Linked DNA regions of Mus musculus: region 1 is linked to region 2. The links are chromatin contacts, called in public promoter capture Hi-C maps. All regions are on one chromosome and are shown on one strand. The core of a region is the stretch at or near the end of the contact, and the rest is flanking DNA. Distances in the headings are between cores, read along the strand shown. Region 1 holds the start of 4932702P03Rik (RIKEN cDNA 4932702P03 gene). Region 2 holds the start of Slc17a3 (solute carrier family 17 (sodium phosphate), member 3).

The links. Promoter capture Hi-C pulls out the DNA fragments that hold promoters and counts their contacts.
Region 1: a promoter capture Hi-C map of liver shows a contact between it and region 2, with 3 times the contacts expected there. The contact joins the promoter of 4932702P03Rik here to the promoter of Slc17a3 in region 2. A contact is called at or near these places in 1 of 39 promoter capture datasets (liver), 1 of 15 datasets of contacts at CTCF or cohesin (large pre-B cells) and 1 of 9 other capture datasets (liver).

Annotation. Positions count from the first base shown.
Region 1 is chr13:24,900,659-24,907,575 of GRCm38.p6, reverse strand. 4932702P03Rik (RIKEN cDNA 4932702P03 gene) reads right to left here and starts at 1,976. Exons shown (of 3, transcript NR_045182.1): 1 at 1,868-1,976. D130043K22Rik (RIKEN cDNA D130043K22 gene) reads right to left here. Exons shown (of 21, transcript NM_001081051.2): 21 at 6,137-6,917.
Region 2 is chr13:23,834,789-23,841,629 of GRCm38.p6, reverse strand. Slc17a3 (solute carrier family 17 (sodium phosphate), member 3) reads right to left here and starts at 2,196. Exons shown (of 12, transcript NM_001164743.1): 1 at 1,965-2,196.

The DNA of each region.
Region 1 (6,917 bases), core at 727-3,226, 1.1 Mb before region 2:
TGAGTGGCTGTGTTGGTTTTGCCCTTTTTACACCAGATCATTGTTGACAGCTTTTTTTTTTTGAATCGTTTGAGTTTTGAGTGGGTAGTGTTAGATCAATGTGGATATAAAATTATACTTCCTCACCAACAGTGCCCGATCAGTGAGGACCTCGTCCTGGGAGCTAAGCTAATAGCACTGGCACTTCAGCAACACCACGTGGTCCAGACCTGTGTCTTAGTTTCAGGGATGGGCAGCTGCCCAAGGTCATGCCCCAGCTCTCTCCAGTCTGTCTTCTACACACTCCACAGTTAGCCACTTTCTCCAGTCTTTTATTTTTACAGAGAAGTATGAGAAAGGCATTTTCTGAGCCCCTGGTATCCAGATACGATCCTGGAATACGAATGTGAACACTTGTCTGAGTGCATTTTCGGTTGCTAATAACACAATACCACAGCTTGGGTAAGTTGTATTGTTTTAGCTCATGGCTCTGATACAAGGTCAAGGCAATGGCCTTGCTAGCAGAATCCCTAGGCGGTATAGAGCATAATATGCAAAAGACCTAAGCAAACTGGCCTTTACAATAGAGTCACTCCTAAAGCTCCATTGAATTCCTAAGTGGTTGCATGGTGAAGGCAAAGCCTTAGTCAGCTATGAAAAGGTCCTGTATGACCCCGCCTCCTGGGCCTACAGGTGGCCCGTTCCTCGTGGGAGTTCCCCCACTAGGTGCCCCCCCCCCAACCCTCTGAGGGGCTTAGTCACCTTATGACACCAGTAAAATTGGATTAGGACCCAGCCTGACGGCTTCATTTTGAACCACTCCTAAAGGGCTCATCTCTTCCTACATTCTAGAATTTGGGGGTTAGGAGATCAACGTACAGATTTTGCCCCCAGGGTCCCCTGTGCCCGGGGGAAACCGGCTGTCTTCAAATTTAGACTTGGAATGTTGACACGAGCTTTCCCTCCCCATCCCCAACTCCCAGAGAGTTCATTTAAGGAGCAACAGCAGTGGGAACTCCAGGCAGAGCCTTGACCAGGGTTGAGCAGAGACCAGGACGAGAGGGCAAGCTCCCAGGCCTCAAGGCTCAGAGTTCCTCGCAGGTCCCAGCTGGACATGATGAAGGCAGGAGGGTGATACTGCTTCACAAATCAAGACAGAAAGGGTTGGCTGTGGGCTTCAAGTACTACCTCAATATGGAGCCTGCAGCCTTCGCTCCCAGACCTGATGGTTTCGCCCCTGCAGAATGCACAGGGAACCGCCTCTGAGTGGCAACTGACAGAGGCGCAGACAGCCCCACCTTTACTCTGCTCTGTGGCTACTAAGCTCCTAGTGGGGCTTTCTTCCCAGAGCGCCACAAAAAAAGAGGACCCTGGGTGATTCCCCCAGCGCTGCTCAGAGGGCCTCCTCCAACCCCTGGCTTGCTGATGAGTTCAGAAAGATTCAGTTGATGAGGGTTACAATAGTCCCGAGGACAGAGGCCAAGCCCAATCCCGAGGAACCGGAAGCACAGCCAGACTCTGGCATGTCCATACCAGGGGCACTTTCCTTTACATGTTGGGCGGTCCACAGACCTCTGCTCTCCGGGGAGTCACTTCAGCAATGGGAAAGCAGAACGCGGGAGCGCTAGAAGCCTCTTCCTCTAAGAAAAAACGAAGTGTGTTCTGGGGCAAGGGAGAAAGCTGACCTAGAAAAGGAAAGGGCGGGGGGGGGGGGGGCATACATAGTTAGACCTTTGAGAACATTTTTTAAAGTTTTTGTTTTCATGACAAAAAAAAAATGTGTTTTTTTTTTGTCATGCTATCATCACTATCTATCAGCTATCTATCACCGGTCACAATACCTGAGATTTGATGAATTTACAAGAAGGAAGGGTCTATTTTGACTCACCGGTCTAGTCCACCGTTGTGAGCAGCTTACTTTGGGACCGGGCCCAGAATGAGCATCAACAGAGCTGGGCTGAGGAAAACGGCTCCCACGGCGGGTGGAGAAGCAGAGCGAGGAAGGCACGCACCCAGTGAGGTCACTTCCTTCCACCGGACCCCACTTCTTAAAGCTTCCAGTGTGTTCCAGCAGTGGCGGGGTTTGGGGATCAAGTCTTCCCACACATTGGTCTTTCTGGGACATTTTAGATCCAAACAGTGGCCGAAAGTCATTGTCATTGGGCTGGTGTGTATTTGGCTCATCTCCCTTTCAAAAACTCAGTAAAATAAAGAACTCTTGCAAGACCGTAATGATCAAGGAGACTTTTAATTCACAGACCTGAGGAGTAGCACTCTGGGTCTCAGAACGGGACCTCCACAATTTACCCCAACAAAATTGCTAATAGACTGATGGAGACAACTTCGTGGTGGAAGAGATCCAAGAATGAATACATCCAGCATCAATTCTACAAAACTAGAAACTTCAAGGACGTCTGGTAATGTGGTTTAAGGGAAGGTGTGTCTATGAAGGGTCGCACAGAATCGTTTAGGGTGACGTATTCATTAGCTCAGTTAGAGCGGCGGCTCCAGGGCATGGACATATTCATCACATTATACTTAGTATGTGTAGTTTATTCTAAGTGAATTATACCCCAATATACTTTTTAAAAAATTACTTTTCCTGCAGTGCTATGAACTGAATTTAGGTTCTCACACACGTAGGTAAATTCCTAGTTGTAAATTGGTTTTTGTTTGTTTGTTTGTTTTATAAATACTGTCAGGGCTGTGCTACAGTGTCTCAAAATACAGTGGGGAGAGAGAGAGAGAGAGAGAGAGAGAGAGAGAGAGAGAGAGAGAGAGAAAGGAAGGGAAGGAAGGAAGGAAGGAAGGAAGGAAGGAAGGAAGGAAGGAAGAAAGAAAGAAAGAAAGAAAGAAAGAAAGAAAGAAAGAAAGAAAGAAAGAAAGAAAGAAAGAAAGAAAGAAAGAGAGAGAGAAAGTTAGTTTGCAGCAGGGACAGAATGTCCTTTAATATTGATAGAAAGCCACTGAGCTGAGACTGGTCAATTCAAGCTGACTGTCCTCAAGAAGGACCCGTGAGTTTCAGAAATTGTATTTGTTTTCCCAATATAGATACAGCAAATAATAGTTTTAGTCTTTGTTCATTTGGGGTGTGTGTGGTGTGTGTGTGTGTGTGTGTGTGTGTGTGTGTGTGTGTGGTTTTGTTTTGATTTGAGACAGGCTCTTTCTACGGAGCCTGACTGTTCTAGAACTTACTATGTAGACCAGGTTGGCCTTGAACTCACAGAAATCTGCCTGCCTCTGTCTGCTCAATGCTGGGATCAAAGGAGTATGCCATTATACCTGGCTAAGTGTTTTAGTCTTTGCAGACAACCCCTATTACAGTCCATTTAAAACCTTTTTGTGGGCTGGAGAGATGGCTCAGTGGCTATGAGCACTGACTGCTCTTGCAGAGGTCCTGAGTTCAATTTCCAGCAATGGTGGCTCATTACACATAGTGGTGGCTCACAACCATCTGTAAAGGGGATCTGGTGCCCTCATCTGGCGTATCTGAAGACTGTGACAGTGGACTCACATACATGAAATAAATAAAACTGAAAAAAAAAAAGTCTTTTTGTAAGATAAGAGCAGCCATGGGGTCATTCATACATAAACACATGAATGATCATGGTCCAAAAACTTTTTACAGACACAAAATTTGAAATTCATATTAGGCATGTGATCAAAACATTTCAATTTTTTTCCCAACCATATAAATCCTAAAACCTGGAGCTGGAGATATAATTCAGGGGTAGAGCCTACCATACACCAGACTCCAGGCTTCTGTCTCCAATACTGAGGGAGAAAAAAGAAAAAAGATTACAGTAAAAGCATTTTTTAAAAATCCCTTTTTAGCACATGCAGCATAAGAAAACAGGTCTCCTGATCCATCTCCAGGGACCCTCTCTATAGGGAGGACCAGAGGATCAGAGGATTAAACGGTCCTCCTCGGTGCCTGGCAGGCTGCTTGAACTGACTGTTCTCAGCAGGTTTATCTCTCGGTGTTAGAGGACATTCTGTCCTCCGCTGGAGAGGCTTGTAAGTGGCAGCCGTGCAGGCGAAGAGTGTAGATTCAGGCCAGTGTCCCTTGACCACAAGTCCCAGATTTAGCCACATTAGCAGAAGGAAAATATAGTTCTCCTTCAAAGAAGACTTCCTTAGATCATCATATGTATGGAATACAAGAATCAACACCTTGTCAAAACATGTGGAAGATAATACATTTAAACGAATAAAATCAAGACTCAGCATCCAGGATATCTTGGTCACATAAAAATAATAATAATAAAAAAAAAGTCCTCACTATGTGAAAGAAGTGTTGAGGAATACTTTTTTTGTTTTGTTTTGGGTTTTTTTGTTTTGTTTTGTTTTTCGGGACAGGGTTTCTCTGTATAGTCCTGGCTGTCCTGGAACTCACTTTGTAGACCAGGCTGGCCTCGAACTCAGAAATCCGCCTGCCTCTGCCTCCCGAGTGCTAGGATTAAAGGCATGTGCTACCACACCCAGCTACCTGTTTTTAAATTACAATTGTGTGTGTGTGTGTGTGTGTGTGTGTGTGTGTGTGTGTACATGTGCATATTATCCAGATATTTTGTGTGGAGGCCAGAGAACAACTTTGGGGCGTTGGTTCTTTCTGTCTACCATGTGGGTCCTGGGAATCAAACCTAAGTCTTCAGGCTTGGCAGCAGGGGTCTTGCCCTGCTGATCTATGTCACTGTTTTCTTACTTCACTGGATGGCTGTTTACTTCTTGAGACAGGTCTGTAGCCTGGGCTGGCCTTGAATACAGTAGTAGTTGTGGATGGTGATCTTGAACTCCTGATTTCCCCACTCCCACCTTCCAAGTGCTAAAATCACAAGTGATGGCTGTTCCTCATTGTGTGTCTTTTGTTTGTTTAAGACTTATTTATTTTATTTATATGAGTACACTGGTTGTGAGCCACCATGTGGTTGCTGGGACTTGAACTCAGGGCCTCTGGAAGAGCAGCCAGTGGCCTTAACCGCTGAGCCATCTCTCTTTAAGGTGTCTTAAACATACTCAATTGCAGGATGCTGGCATTTGAATCTTTCTAAAACAGTAACTAGTTGTGCGCTCAGCCTCTGAGCCCTATAAAATGCTTTCTCCCACATGCTACAACAGTTTCTCAACCTGTGGGTTGCAACCTCCATAGCAGTTATATATCAGATAATTGCATTACGATTCATAACAGTAGCAAAATTACAGTTATGAAGAAGCAATGAAATAACCTGTAGTTGGGTTCACAACGGCAGGAGGAACTGGATTAAAGGGTCTCAGAATTAGGAGGGTTGAGGACCACTGCTTATTTTTCTCTGTTCATCAATACCTCTGAGAGTCTTGGAACCCAAGATCATTAGTTATTGACAGAGCAAGATGGATGCTGAGGGGCTAGCCTAACCCCTTTTTAGTCCCCAGGAAACAAGTGGGTCACAAGACAGGATCCATTTTCCAGTACCCATTGTGATGTTTATTTCTGATTCACTATAGAGTCAAGGTTCTTTTGTGATGGATGGATCAGAGAGACCAGGCTGAGTTCAGGCAAGAACAGAACCAGCAAACCCACTGCAAACCTAGAAGGAGGGTGGCTTATAGTGTGCTCCAGTGGAAGACACCAAGTCCATGACCTCCCACTTTGTCTTTAGCTTCCAGACACACTCGAAGCTTTCCTCATCATCGTAGCAACAGAACTTTCAGGGGTCTAGAAGGTTCTCCAGGATTTGCCCTCCAACATGCCTGGACTACTTCGTGCATTGGGAAGTAGGTCTCAGCACTTGATTCCCAGATCCACCACTGACTCTGACCCTGTGAAAATTACTTATGCTCTCTGGACTTCCAGTGGGTGTCTACGACATAGCAACGCTTTCTTTCAGGATTAATTGGAAAAGTCAACAGGAGCGAGTACACTTGTGCACAGAAAGCAGCCGGGGTCACAGGCTTCAGCACCATGCTCTGTTGTTCTAACTTGGGCCAGATTCTCTGTGCCAGAAATGTCCAGTTACCCACGAAAATAGCATTAGCCTGGTCTGTAGATTGGGAAGATTCTGTGTATGAAGCTAAATACTAGTGCTTAAAAAAAAATCACTGTTCCTCTAACATTATAGATAATATTGAACTATAATATATAGATATAAACATACTGCTTTTAAAATAAAAGTACATTCCTATACATTTTAATTCCATTATTCCACCAGTAAAGTTATAATATACTGAGCCCTCTGATTTTTTTTTGAGTTTTCAGTTAACTATAGCTGAGAAATAGAAAATTCCAGAACAAACAATTACTAAAATTTAAGTTGTAGTTCTAATTCTCCTAACTTTTTTTTTTTTTTCATTTTTACACATAGGATCTCAAATAGTCCAGGCTGCCCTCAAACTTGTTGTATAGCCAAGGCTAGCACTGAATTCCTGTTCCACCTTGTTCTCCTCTCCCAAAGCTAAGACTACAGTACTGGCTCTTCCATTCTCTAAATGCCAAGGGCATCATCAAGGCCAACAGCCTTGGGACCATGGGCACCTGGGCAACTACCATAAGTCAGTCAACATCTCAGGCTGCAATTAGCTCCAGTCCATTGCTCTGGGTCCTGCTTTGTTGGTGGACCTTGTATAATTCCTTTTTATGTGCTTGAGTATTTTGCCCACATGTATGAACTCTGTACATTCTTCCTGCTGCTGCTGCTGCTGCTGCTGCTGCTGCTGCTGCTGCTGCTGCTGCTGCTGCTGCCGTCGCTGCCGCTGCCGCTGCCGCCACCGCTGCTGCTGGAGGCCAGAAGAGGGCACTGGACCCCTGAAAGTGGAGTTCTGGACAGTTGCAAGTCATCCTGTGAGCGCTAGGAACTGAACCACAGTCTTCTGCAAGAGCAGTGAGGTCTTATATGTAGCCATTTCTCTAGTCCCTTAAATAAGTTTTTAAGCACAAATGGTGGATGTTCTGTCCAGTTATT
Region 2 (6,841 bases), core at 947-3,446:
CAGAGTCACTACAGAATGCTTGAAGAGCTCTGGCTTGGGAGCTAGGCTCTCCCCAGTTCCAGTACAGGTTCATATTGATCTACTTTGCTACAGGAACAAATGCCACAGAACCCAGCTTTCATCGTGGGTGCTGGAAAGTTAACTAAGGTCTTTACATTCTACAGTAAGCACTCTATTACTGAGCCATCTCTCCAGTCCCCTCTCAGACATTTTAATTTGGTTAAGGTTCATATCACCTCATTGGTTTTCTTAATCCAGTATTCTTGCATAAGAGTAACCTTATTTTCTCTTACGCTATAGTTCTGTCTCCTAACTTATCTGGATGAGAATCTGGGCAATGAATGAATTTGATTATGAAAGGCTGCACTTCTTCAGAAAATTGTGGTAGTCACATGGCTGAAGCATAGCTGACTAAGGAAAAGATCAATACTTTCTGTGGGACAGGGCATACATCTTCGCAATGTCTGTGAGAGTTCCTGGAAGGCCCCTGAGTCTACAACGTCTGGTTCACTGGTTAGAACTGTAATAGTGTGGAAAGGATGAAATAGTATAAGTTCAGAGGCCAGTTATCTTAATTTCGGATAGACTTAGCCACTTCAACAACCATTTCTTGCCCACCTCTACTTAGTGTCAGGACTAACATTCCATGACTGATAAATAACCTTTTGAAATCTATTGATTTTTAAAGAGGATTACGATGATGACGGCTATTGCTAACAACTGCTACTGCTACTGTTACTGCTAGATTCTGATTCTGATACTGATACTACTAGCTTGTACCTATTCAAAGTCTAAGAATTTTATCAGGTAGCATCTGAGGCCTTAGAAAAACTTCCCCATCTTGCTGTGTCTGCCTCTCTATGTAGACTCTAGTGTATTTTAAACTTGCCTTGATTTATGACTTTTGTCATTCTATAAAACTATAAAATTCATGAGACGGCTTCCATATTGGGACATGAACATCTGGCATAACCTAAATCTCTGTTCCCAGACCATGGTCTCTCAAATATGGCTCCAGTATAATGTCATGTTTGCTGTAAGGTAAGAGCTGTGTGCTTTTTGTATTGATGATGTAACAGGCAAAGAAGTGATTGCTAACACCATTTTATCTAGAGTGGTTTTCACAATGCTCACACTGTTCTTCATGTCCCCAGCAGCTGTCAGACTAACAAGAGTAGTTACAACCACTGCTGTAGACTCAGGACCCAGGCAGGGCCATGGACCTCAGAAAACTCACTGACTCTCTTCTCCTAGGCCATTGAGCTCATTAGCAAAAGAACTGATGTTTGTTCATGAGACACTTTGACTTTCCCCTTACCATTCTCTCTCTGTCTGTTTCTCTCTGTCTCTGTCTGTCTCTGTCTCTGTCTCTCTCATTCAATTTTTTTTTTTAAATAACAAGTTCTGTTGGGTATGGTAGATCTACCTCCCTTGATTCTCTGGACAAGTCACTTCTACACACATACATGATTTTATGTGACTACGTAAAAGTTTTAAAAACATTCCTTTATAGTATGTGTTTCTTGGATCTGTCTCCACAGCTGCTATTGTCTCCACCAATTCCTATGGTGATCTAGCACAAACTCTTCAGTTTCCAGTCTCTCCTCTCCCTCTCTTTCTTCTCCTCCCTCTCCTTACCCGCTGTCTCTGTATGTTCCTCCTTTTCCCCTCCCTCTTGGACCCTCTTTTCCCCTCCCTTCTCCCTCTCTTTCTCCATCCTCCGTTATCTTCTTCCCCTTCTCTCCCCCTTCCCCCTTCCCTTTGCCTCTCCCTCCATTTTTCCGTCTTCCTCACTCTTGCTTCCCCATTGCCTTTGTAGACATAGGTTTTTACATTGTATGAACATGTTTTTATTTTGTCAGCAGGAGAACATTTGAAGTTGGAGGAGGGATGTATAGCAACCCTCAGCTGGTATTCAAGGACAGTGCAGATCTTTGGCTACCCAATGAAAGTAAGTGACTTACCAACTTAGTGACTGAGGTAGGCCTTCCTGTGTTTCCTCTGGACAGGCTTCTCTTACCTCTTACCAGACCACTCAGTATTCTGTGTCACTCCATGACTCCAATTATTAATCATTAATGACAGGCTGAAGCACCCCCTGCTTTCAGCTGTGAGCTTCACAGCCTTCGTCCTTGTCCAGTGTCTTGCCAGCACCCCAGAAGGATCTACTGGGTCTGACACCTGCAGGCAGTTATTAGTCACATTGCCTTGCAGTATTTCTAAAGACATTTCCTTTTTCCGGTTTGAAATGGGATAAGTTACAAATTAAACACATTTTGTACTTTACCCCCTCTTTTTTTTGTCTGGTCTTTAATTTTCTTTTGCTTCTTTGAACTATGTGGGCCATAATCTTATTTAGTAACGTTGTTAACCAAATCAAATGGACAAAACCCACAAGCTTCTCATAAATTCAGTATTTATTCCCCATGACTTTTTTCCTGTCTTAATTACTTCTATGTTTGTTGATAAACTACATAAAACAATGCTCGTACCTACATCTCAATTTGCACATGTTACCATGTACAATGGCAAGTTTTCTAACTCACTTAAGTAACCGCTTAAAACTTTTATACATGCACATGATGCATTGTGATCAGACCTCACTCATTTTTGCCAACAAATTCCTCCCATTCCCCACTGTCACTTTTCCCTCTCAAGTTCATGCTTCTTCATTGCTTCTCCTCCTCCTCCTCCTCCTCCTCCTCCTCCTCCTCCTCCTCCTCCTCCCTACTGAGTCACGTAGTGTTGTCTGTGTGTTCATAGGTGTTGAACTATCTAATGGAATATGGATAGCATCTTAGAATCTGAATCCCTGAAGAAAACTGATGCTCTCACCGGCTAGCAGCCATAAATTGCCAATAGCTCCTCGGCCATGGGTGAGACTTCATGAGCTCCCGCCCTGACCGTGGCGAGATTTTGGCTGGCTGGATCTTGCTCAGGTCTTGTGTTTACAGCCACAGCTGCTGTGAGCTCACGTGTACAACAGCGCTGTCTTGTCTGGCAAAGAAGGTTTTGCAGTAGATGTCCACTACCTCTGGTGCTTAAGATGCCTCTTCTACAATGCTTCCTGAGCCTTATGATCAAGAATGTGACACAGATGCCCTTTTAAAGCTGATCATACCACAGTCTCTTACTCCCTAGATTTTGACAAGCCGTGGGTCTTTGTATTAATCACCTTATACTATAAAAAGAAGCTTCCCTGATGAGGGCTGAGAAATGCACCGAACTGATAATTTTGTAGTTTGATTTTTCTTTATGGTTGAATAATCTTCCATGTATCATTACACATTTATCAGGTGATGGGACATTTTAAACCTTTTCATTTCCTGGTGATTGTGAACAGAGAAGCAATAAACATGAATGAGTAAATAAATCTACAGTAGAATATAGAGTCTGTTGAGAATATTCTCAGGAAATGTTCTGGCTTGATCACATGATAGTCCTATGTCTAGCTTTTTGAGGTACCTCCACATTGATTTCCAACAAAGGGGCTGAGCTCGGAACACCCACACCAGCACACCAGAGGCCAAGCTTGTTCATTTCTTTAGACGATCCTGCCAATAGCTTGGAAGTAGACAACAGATTCATTGCCTTCCAAGCTCGTGAAGGAGTTTGTCCTTGCCTCAAAGGTGAGGTGGTACTTCAAACCCACTGTTTCGTATAGGCAAAAAACAAACAAACAAACAAACAAAAAACAAAAAAACTCTACCTCTCAGAGGCCCCTAGGCTTATGACTCAGCCTGAGCACTGATGTCAAACTCATTCACAGAAAGGAATCTGGGTTCTGTGTGCACTGAGCTCTTCTGGTAGCTCATCTTCACTGTGGCTTTAAGTCCTGTCTTGCTTTATGCTCTCAATGCATCTCCTTTGGTTTTGTGTTTGACTCTAAGTGCTGTAAGAGGACAAACCACTTCTCCATAATGGGAAGCCCTGACTGAAGCTCCTGACTGGAGCTGTTGGATGTGTCATTGAGGTTAATAATTTGAGAAGTCTGGGCCTTGGGGAATGAGGATTTTCTGAAGCATATGTAGTATACGATCTCCATAGTATACAATCTTTCACTGTCTGTAAGAGAAAGAAGTACAGACACAGCTCATATACACATCTGAAATTTAAAGGTAGAAAGGTCTAAGTTCATTATGGAGTCTTAGGAGTTTTACCTCCTGTGTCAATTATTTTTCGCTGAGTCCTTTTTTAAAGAACTCTGTACTCTGGGATAAATAATCAACAACTTTAGAATTCACGTATTTCTAATTCTAAATTAACCAAGTTGGAATATGTGGCTTAGTTTTATAATTTAATTTTTAACTTTACTTTAAAATGTTCATGGTTTTAACCATGTACTTGGTTTGACTTCATAAACAAAAAGACCCAACATGCTTCTACACTGAAAAAAAAAATCCAATTTTGCCTCACCTGTACAATTAGTTTTTAAACATTTGAGTATGAATTGAAATATTTCTTTGACTTAGATCATTTTACTCACCTTTTAGAGATTACACCTTTTCTTCTCTGATGAGCTTGAAACTACTTTGTGTTGACATGAAAATCTTCGGAGCAAATAGAGTGCACACATCCTCACTTTGATTTGAGTATCCAAGGAATGCTTTCCTTAAGTGTGTGAACAGTTGTCCTTAATTATTATCTGTAGGATGGCTCCATGTCTGACCAACATCTCAGAGGAAATCAGTGCCCAGTTGAGGCAATCACAGAAGCCGGTTATCTCTAGGCTGAAGGCCAACCCCGGATAGAGGAAGGTCAATTTCTGTGTACTCTCTGCTTAAACCTCACAAAGTCCAGCATGGATCAGATGGAGTACGCTGAAGCTGGACACCACAGAGGCTTGGCTCAGTGGCAGTGGGCATTCCCTGGAACCTCAGAATCTAAGCCGTGAACCCAAATGGCGTGTCATCTCTACTCAGCATCTAAGTCCTCTTTAGAATTTCTGGCAAATGTTTTTGCCTCCATCCTTGGTCAGGTTACACTCTTATTTTGCCTCTTGTTCTCCATGACAAATTGGGTCATGGACATGAGTCATAAATCTAATATCCAGTCATGTACTGGTGCTATACTGCTCCTAGTGGGAGTTCATCTCTGTTATTTTGTTTCCTATTAACTGAGCAAAATGATGTCTGTATTTTCTGTTACAGTCCCATGTTCAATCTTGTGCTGGACTGCCTCACTGAGAATATTCCTCACCTCTTTTCTTAAACATGCTGTCTTCTGGTGCACTTTACAGTTTAAATGTGAAGTATGCCAGTAGCCAAGGAACATTCCCCCAAAGCTGTAAAACTACACAGTACCAGAGATAATGGCCACTTCCTTTCACTCCTTCCTCCCTCCCTGCCTCTCCTTGATTGTAATACAGTGTATTGCAATCATGTCCACCAACCATTTTTTTCACCTCCAGCTCCTTCTGAGCATATCCCCCTCCCAATATAATAATGCCTTTACCCCCTTTAATATTCTACTGTATCCAGTTAGTCTTGCCTGCATGTGCATGTGTGCATATTGACTTGTTGTAAATATGTCAGTAAGTATTTTTGATAGGATTAATTAATTAACTTCGAGACAAGGTCTTACTGTATAGCTCTGGCTGTCCTTGAGTTTACTATGTGGATCAGGCTGGCCTCAAACTCACAGAGATCTGCCTGTCACTGCCTCCCAACTGCTGAGATTAAAGGTGTGTGTCGCCACTCCCAACAGGGTTCCTAAATTTAACTACTTATATTAATGCGTTTTCATTCGTGGGTATACTTTTTCTGTTAACTTTGGTGCTCTATTCTTGAGGCTATTGCATTGACTTTGTTAATTGATTTTGGAGCCCTGAACTCATGGATAGATGTATATATTCCACAACTTAAATGCCAGTTATTACTTAGGTGTGAATTAAGGCTTTCCTGGCACTTAAGGTATGCCTTCAGAGAAGAGAGTAAAGATTGTGTCATTGAACCAAGTAGAAAAGATTTAGCATGTTGAATGTGGGCATACTGCTCTTAACTGGAGTGTGTGTGTGTGTGTGTGTGTGTGTGTGTGTAGGCCAAAGATCAATCTTGGATTCTATTCTTCAAGCACTTTGTCTTAGGATTTTTCTTGGTGTAATAAGACACTATTATTAAAAGTAGCCCAAATAGGAGAGGGTTTATTTTGCTACATTTCTATGTAATAGTCTATCACTAAGGGAAGTCAGGGCAGAAACTCAAGCATGACAGGAACCTGGAGGCAGGAACTGAAGTAGAGACAATGGAAGGACAATGGAAGAACACTGGTTTCTGGCTTGGTCTTCATAGCTGGCTTAGCCTGCTTTCTTATACCATCCCAGAACCACCTCCCACCTAAAATGTGGCACTGCCCACAGTAAGCTGGGCCCTCCGATAGCAATCAGTAATTAAGAAAATGTACTATAGACTTGCCTACAGGCAAATCCTATGGAGGCACATTTTCATTTGAACTTTTCTTCCTAAATGACTCTAGCTTGTATCGAGTTGACATAAAACTCCAGAACACATTGTCCACCTTACTTTTAAGGACAAGGTCTCTCAGTGACCTTCAACTTGCCAAGCAGGCTAAGTCGGTTGCCAGCCAGGCTCAGGGATTAACTCACCTCATCCTTTCCAGTGCTTTAATTACAAACACAGGTCACTAGGCCTTTCGTGCTCACATAAGTTCCAGGGATGAAACTTGCATCCTCATGCTTGCGGGGCAAATGGTAACCACGGAGCTCCCAGACCATGAAACAGTTTTATTATTCCAAGGTTTAGTTCTTCAAGATGGAGGAAGATTTTAATTCAGTACTTTTAACAATGCAAAGGATAATTCATATCTTCTTCCTCCTCTCTCT